Regions from separate parts of the Triticum aestivum genome. Here region 2 is linked to region 1. A link is a contact called in public Hi-C data. All regions are on one chromosome and are shown on one strand. Each heading gives the region's core, a stretch centred on a gene start, on an enhancer-like site or on the middle of the called end of the contact. The rest is flanking DNA. Distances are from core to core; before and after follow the strand shown.

Region 1 (3,728 bases), core at 754-3,253:
TCTTGTATATATTTCTATATATTAAATACACATGAATTCCGGAACTGACCACTGGAATGCTCCAGTACCAAGATGTTCCTTTTCAAACACGAAACTGCAAAGGATTAATAAGTTTGCACAGTACAGCCAATACTCACAAATGGCCCACAAAGCAAGAAAGAATTTTGGAGATACTAACCAACTGCTCAGAATACATCATTTTTCATAAATAAACATATTCTGTGACATCCAAATATCTTCTATCATGCCTTTCTTAATAGATTGCATCCATATTAAAGTATTAATGTACATAGCCTAAAACAAACCTAAATATACCTGGATCTCACACACTTCTACAGTTCTGCTACCATGCTTCCTCAAGTATTAAAATCACTGCTGAATAGAGTAACTACGAAAAGTCCGAAACAACATATATCCAGGTTCATATCGATAGGGTGTGCAGGGTAGCCAGTACTAATGCAACCCCTACCCCCAAAAAAAAAAGATTTCCCCTTTCTTTCGTCTGTAAGCTATTTTTTTCTAGGTCTTAGTTAGTAGTAATTGTTAGAACTACCAGGTTCTCACCAAGGCCTCGCTTACTGTTTTTCTCAAACACATGCACACAAGTAACTAGTATGAAGCTCTGTAGGTTTATATCAGTAGTAACAAGCTTACATTATTCTACATATGGTGCCTCTTTCTATATAGAGGTTTTAGGTCGGTGCTATAGTAACCGAACTGCTACGATAACCGACCTAGGCAGCCAGAGGCGGGTCCACCATGGGGCCTGGGTGTACAGCTCAGCTTATCTAATCTTCCTTAACTACAAGTCAACTAAGACCAAAATATCCTTAAAAAGCTGCTAATACAGGACATAAGGAATATCCTAACACATTTTACCAAACTCAAATTGACTTCTTGCTCTTCCATGCATGCATCTCTTTGGTAAAAGACAAGATTAACTCTAATAGTAATTATGTATCGTAGATGAAGCAATAGAAATCATGTTAAACACCAGTTAAGTGATAGATATAGTGATTCAAAAACTAGTACTGAACCTAAATCTTTCATGGATAACGAACTTGGTGATTTTGAACTTTTTGTGAAAATAGTCATCCGGCATGAAGTAGTTTCTGCAGTCAATTTAGCTAGCACGAACTTAATACAGTCAAAGGATATGCTTGCAGATGTTCATACTGTTGTTTTTGATGCATTGTAAATAGCAAAAGAAAACCAGATATCTCCCCACAAGGAAAATAATAGCATTAGCTATGATAGCACTTCGAAATTATGTTTCCAACAATATTTCTTGCAAAAAACCAGTTGAAGATTCTGTATCAAGGTATGCTAGAACAACTGAAGGAGGCACGTTTCAAGTAGTAAAAAACAGACTAGCAGCTATAGGTCTCAAGTTTTGAGCAAGACGTTATTCTTGGCGAAAATTGTGGTATCATTTGTCAGACTGAGCTTCAGATTTCGCACCAGGCCCCGCATTTCTCAAGTGCCGACGATAATTCACGGGAAGAAATAAAACTCAAACCTACCAGCCAGCTCGTCGTGGCAATGCGCCCAGACGTTGTTCCCGTAGAGGCATTTCCACAGCATCATGGCCTGTCCCGGTCGGAATCCTTGCGACTGCACCCATTTCTGAGGAAACCCGTGGCAAAATCAGCTCGAACACAAGGGTAGGCCAATGGCTGACAGACGAATCTACGAAACTTGAAGATTGAGAGGGGGCTCTTACCTCGAGCTCTGGGTAGTCCATCCCCTTAAGCATGACCCTGGAGCCTGGCTCGTAGCGGCCGGCGGCAGGGGGCTGTCGGAGAGCGGAGAAGAGGCGTCGCGGCGGGGTAGGGGAGAAGTGGGCGTGGAGGGAGGAGGCGCCCCACCGGAGAAGAGGCAGCGCCGCCATAGGAATTGTTGGTTTGGTATGGTTCCGCGGAGGGATTTTCCTTTGGACCCTCTTATCTGACGCTGGACACATCCTGCATTTCAAACCATCTTATGCCATATCTTTATTTTTAATGTCTGAGTTAGTTGAATAGTATTCACGGTTTATTTTTATTTCATTATTTCAAATTTTTTTATCGCTAGTTTTTTTCGTCCCCTCCTCCCACCCCATTTCGTTTCATCCTCTCACACAACGAAAAATATCTGAACAGATCAGAACTTTTCATGTTGGCGTAAGTTATTTAGTAATGTTTTTATATGAAAGAATCAATCACAATCAATCTCTAAAGATCAAGTCTAAATTAATTAGCCCTACCTTGAATGGCTCAATCACATTTATTGGGAAACAAATGACTGATTTTAAGAAAATTAATGGGTCGTCGCTCTCTGGATCAAACTCCTCCCTCGATCAACGCCGCGTGTTTTCTCTCTTCCTCCAACCTGGCTAGGGTTCCCAGCCCCATCTTCTCCGCCGCCGCCATGTAATCCTCTCCGACCTCGCCTGGAGCAGCCAGCAAGATGCCGCCGCCGTGGCCGCCTCTCTCCCTTCTCTCCTCTTTTTCCCTACCTTTCTCTCTCCTCTAAAGTCTAAACTGTGTGCAGGTCCTCTCCACAGGTGCTGCCATGGCCGTGTCATGGAGCTCGCCCCCGTGGGATGCATGCCCCTCCAATGACGCCCTGTCCAGGTCCTCTGGATCCCGATTTGAGTGTGTTATTTTGCGTCCGATCCTGATTTGGACGGCATTTTTTGAGGCACCGCGAGCGCGCTGGACGGCAAAAAGGGTTGCGTCAAGGAGCGACGCATTGTTGTAAGCCTGTAGCACACCATTGTTGCTACTCCCACCTCGATGGTCTATCTCATGGGTTGCAGATAGGATGTGATATTCTGCAGCGTGGACATCGCCTAGCAATCAGATTTGATGTTGAGAAAGATCCGGCAGGAAGATCTCATCCTGGAACCCAGGAGTGCTTGATTTGATATTGAGAATTCTACTTGCTAGGTATGTACATAGATAGCGTACGGTGTATCCAAAGCTTTGTTTAACCTGAAATTTGTTAAAGCTAATCTCAGATTTAGTAGAAGCCCACAGCGGTTGCAATATTAGAGTTATATCTAGTGTGGGCAACATTGAAAAATTGCATATATCTAATCATCGTATGTGTTATCACCTCTAAAACTGTGCAACATTACTACAAGATAAATCCACGAAGCAGTGTAATACAATTTAAAGAACTTTTAAGCCTTTTTCGAGCAATTAGTCTCCACCTTTCATGGACGGAAGGTGCTTTTGATCTTCTGATTAGTTCCTCCAGATTAGGTTTTGTTCTGCTTGTCAAAGGTTTGTATATGACTGACTTAGATTTGTTTTTCTTCATGCGCATTGTTAGAGTAATATCCATGCACTAAATTTTTTGCATTCTGGATTTCCTTCATGCAGCAGTGTACATGTTTCTTATGATGCCCGTGTGCGTTTACCTTGTCAAGAAGTTCCGCGTGAATGTCAATGCCGATGAAGACAAAGGTGCTCTGCTTCGATCCCTTCTTTTGATTTCGCAAAATGGAAAACACAAGGGTGTCTGGAAATTGAGATCGTTGGTTCACCATCAGAAGCTTCGCATGAACGTCAATGTCGATAATGACAAAGGTGCTCTGTTTCGCTCCCTTCTTCTGATTTTGCAAAATGCAAAACACCAGGGTGTCTAGAAATTGAGATCGTTGGTTCACCAGCAACACAGTCAGTATTATAAAACAGATTGCATGGATGCTTTATTTGTGTGTTCGATGTAGTCTAATTTGA
Region 2 (3,751 bases), core at 799-3,298, 560 kb after region 1:
ATTTTAAAATTTTGAAATAGGGAGAATCTTGGATAACATCATAGTTTTGTCGTCTAGTGCATATATGCATGTGCACATGAGAAGAAAAGTTAAAATACCATCTTTTTATGCCCGGTATTTCCTATGAAAACAGCTTGGTAACTGTGTGTCACAGTCGTGATAACTTAAGTAGCACATGCGTGGTAAATTTTTACCCGAAAAAAACCATTAGAACATATCAACATGGGATCTAGTTTCAAAGGTTTCGTTGCGATGAATCTTTTATGTGAAGACAATTTTTCAATACGGCCGATGGTTTGAGCTACAAAACATTTTGATTTTCAATCTCCAAAAAGAATCTGCTGACATCATCTATTTCGTTTTTTCTACATGGATGTAATTAGAAGATTTTAATTAAACAAGGATTGATGAAAACACAAATAGAAAAGCATGCATGCATACATGGGAGGTCGTGTGAGGGAGATAGAAAGGATCGTCCGGATATGTCCCCTAAATTCCAAACGTTAGGATGTTAGTCATGTCCTTTAAATATTAACGTAGATCGGCGGCTGAAAATCTACGTGCCCCATTCCTGCGTGCAAAAGAGGACAAAGTTGCGGTAATGTTACCTACGTTCGCTCACTGGGAGAGGGGTGGCAGTGAACCATGTGTGATGGCAATTTTAGAAGCTGTTTGGTTCCCGGCCACAGTTTGCCAAGCCAAAATTTGGCAGCCACAGTTTGACAAGCATGTGTTTGGTTTTTTGTCACACTTTGGCTTGCCACACTTTATTGCCCCTATGGCCCACTTGTTAAAGAGACAATTTTTTTACCAACTTTTGCCAAAGTTTGGCGTCCAATTTCTTAGTCACACTTGTGTGGCTTGCCATATTTGTGTGGCTAGCCACACTTTGGCTTGGCCACACTAGTCTTCAACCAAACAGACCCTAAATTTCGATAAGAGATAAAACAGGGACAATTTTTAAATGAAAATTATTTTCAAGAAGAAACTGATATATTCTCTGAAAAGAATGCCATCCCTCACCACTTTATCAAAACTAAAACTGTCACATAATCGTTATGTGCTACCTTCATAAACGAACGTTCTAAAGTTACAAGGATCCCAAGATTATGGGTCCAGGCTTGTTGAGGAATTCGTTCGAGGAAAGTGAAGCGGCAAAATTGATCTCAGAGTAAAAGTGTTTTACAAACCAAACTGTTTTAAAAAAAAATCACATCGTTGACCCTTTTGTGCAGCGCCCGATAGTAAGACGTTGCACCCTACTGTGCAGCTCCTTACATGTAGACGCTGCACTATGACGCCTGAGTGTTAGGCGCCGCATCTATCAGACGCTGCACATTAAAGGTTAATTCGGTGAAATATTTTTAAAAACGGTTTAGTTTGTGAAATAGTTTCGTGAGATTAAATTTGTGCCTTTTGCCACGTGAAGCGTCACGTTTCCAATGAGTCGCATCAGCCGGCCAGCCGTGTCGGGAACTAGGAGCAAAGTCACTTGGGTTCTAACGCGTGGCGCGGCGACACGTAATCGCGGGCCCACCGAGCCGGACGCGGACGGCAGCGGCGTTCACCTCACAGCCGCACCCTAAAGCCAGCTACGCCTCGCTCCAGAGACCGCAAACGAAGCTCTAGAACCTGCAAAGATTCCCCTGCCTCACGCCACAATCATATACGCGGCCCTACCACGGTACACCACTCACCAATCATTTTAGCCCATACAAAAAATTGCATCATCGGGCCATTTAGGTACACACTCTCGTGTTTGTTGTCATCGTTTCATTTTTTTTCTTTCAAATTTCTAATTTTCTAATAACGGAAGAGATTTCCTTGCTGGGGCCTGAGCCTCCCCAGCGTCGTGTGCTGTGCTCGTCATCCATCATTGAGCCTTCTACGCATCCTTTTGCTGGCAAAGGACATATGCTCTGTGTGTGACCAACTGACCATAACGCACGATGAGTAGTACTCCTACCACGAGTAAATAATTTTTCGAATTTCGACAGTGTCACAGCATTCGTGTTGCTGTATCCAACTCGACTACCTTGGACACCGAAAGCCTCGTCCGGTTCCCAGTTCTCAGCCTGCAAAAGTCCGCCCACGCCGGAAGAATGGCGAAGCAAGGAGGCAAACGAGGATTTGCGGCATGTTGCTGCGCTCGCCCCGCCTCCCCCACGCGTCCCTCCACGCCACGCACTCGCGCTCGCGCTCCCCGCCCGCCTCCTCCTCCTCCTATTTAGGCGCGCCCCTCCTCCCCGCTCCATTCTTCCGCACCAACTCGAATCTCCCACTCCCAACCGCCCGGCGGACCTTCCCGAGCCTTCGCCACGCAATGGCAATGCAGTTTCCCCCCTCCGGGGACGACGCGCGCGAGGCGGACGCGCTCCTCCCGCGGAGCGACTCCGCCGGCCGCCGCCGCTCGTCGCCCGTGCAGTCCGCGTCCCCGAGGCCCCAGGGCTCGGCCGGCCCCAGGAGGCAGTCGTCCTTCCGCCACGACGTCGGCCATGCCGCCTCCGAGACCTACCTCGTCACGCGCCTCACCTTCACCCTGCTCCAGTACCTCGGGTAATCACCGAAATTCCTCGCTAGCTACTCCACTGTCTCAATCGCCACGAGGCACTCCAACTCGAGGGCGATCGCTATGATGCAACACGCACGGTAGTGGTGATGGTTTTGATGCTCCTGTAGCGACCCAAAATTTCAGTTCTACTTGGAAACTTCCTTATGCCCGGAGGTCGTTGAGATGGCTGAGTTGCCAAGGCAGCTTCATATCAATCCCTATGGAGAAGCCAACTCCACAAGGTTGTTTGATCACGCAATTGCGTGAGGGACATGGACTAGAATTAAGCTTCGGGGACCACATAACTGTTTCCCTGTCGTGCGGGCTTTGTCTTTGCATAACAAACCATTTGTTCAGAAACAAATAAAAAACCTGTATCCATCTTGATTTGAAGATCTTGGCCCTTTTCGTTGTAAAAGACGGAACAAGGAGGGGATCGCTTTTATCTGCCTTAGAATCGTGTTTCGCATCTTTGCTACTACAACAATACAGCTATTTCTGTCATAACCGTCTCCAAGAGATGCATCGGGGGGACGATCTTGCAAGCAGTTCTGCTGAAACATAAATAAGCCTGTCATGTATTCACTAGAGTAGTTGGTTGTGTGCATCCTAGCGGCGCAAAGCCAGGTTGTGTGCTCATTGTGTTTGTATCCCTTTGATGCTGCATTATGAGTCCGTACTGAAAATTGCTGGGAATATATTAAGGAAATTTATTTTGAAGTATGGCATGGGGAGGCCATGCAAATTCTTGCCCTTATTGTAGTTCAAAACTACGTCCATCTTGATAGGTTAAGATTCACTGACAATTTTCACCCTTTTTGTCAGAATGTAGTGATGAATAGAATCACTGTTGATATTTTTCTGTTCCCGTTCTAATTTTATTATTATTCAGGTTAGGTTACCGCTGGATGAGGCAGCTTCTTGCCCTTGCAGTCTATGCCATTCTACTTATGCCAGGTTTTTTGCAAGGTATATTGCAGACAGGTTACCATTTCAGGGATTGCGCTATTAGTTTTTGTTATGCACATCAAGGAGCATGTGGATGGATATTCTTTGTTATTTCTGATGTTCATGAGGTCTTCTGCTTCTTGAATGGACCCTTGGATTGTTGGCTCATTTCATTAGAATATGGTATCATCGATATCCTATAGCATTCTGAAAACATTCTTTTCTTACTGCAGTTGGATATTACTATTTCTT

What was found. A called contact is a pair of places that touch in the nucleus more often than the background predicts.
Region 2: a contact with region 1 is called in a Hi-C map of leaf, with 6 times the contacts expected there. The contact joins the promoter of LOC123070211 here to the promoter of LOC123070205 in region 1. A contact is called at or near these places in 2 of 5 Hi-C or Micro-C datasets (both in leaf).

What each region holds. Positions count from the first base shown.
Region 1 is chr3B:430,693,584-430,697,311 of IWGSC CS RefSeq v2.1, forward strand. It overlaps LOC123070205 (dual-specificity RNA methyltransferase RlmN), which reads right to left and starts at 2,004. Exons shown (of 9, transcript XR_006433536.1): 1 at 1,724-2,004; 2 at 1,524-1,626. LOC123070206 (a long non-coding RNA gene) reads left to right here and starts at 2,147. Exons shown (of 2, transcript XR_006433546.1): 1 at 2,147-2,930; 2 at 3,372-3,728.
Region 2 is chr3B:431,249,427-431,253,177 of IWGSC CS RefSeq v2.1, forward strand. It overlaps LOC123070211 (probable isoprenylcysteine alpha-carbonyl methylesterase ICMEL2), which reads left to right and starts at 2,049. Exons shown (of 11, transcript XM_044493286.1): 1 at 2,049-2,556; 2 at 3,444-3,520; 3 at 3,733-3,751. The coding sequence starts at 2,138.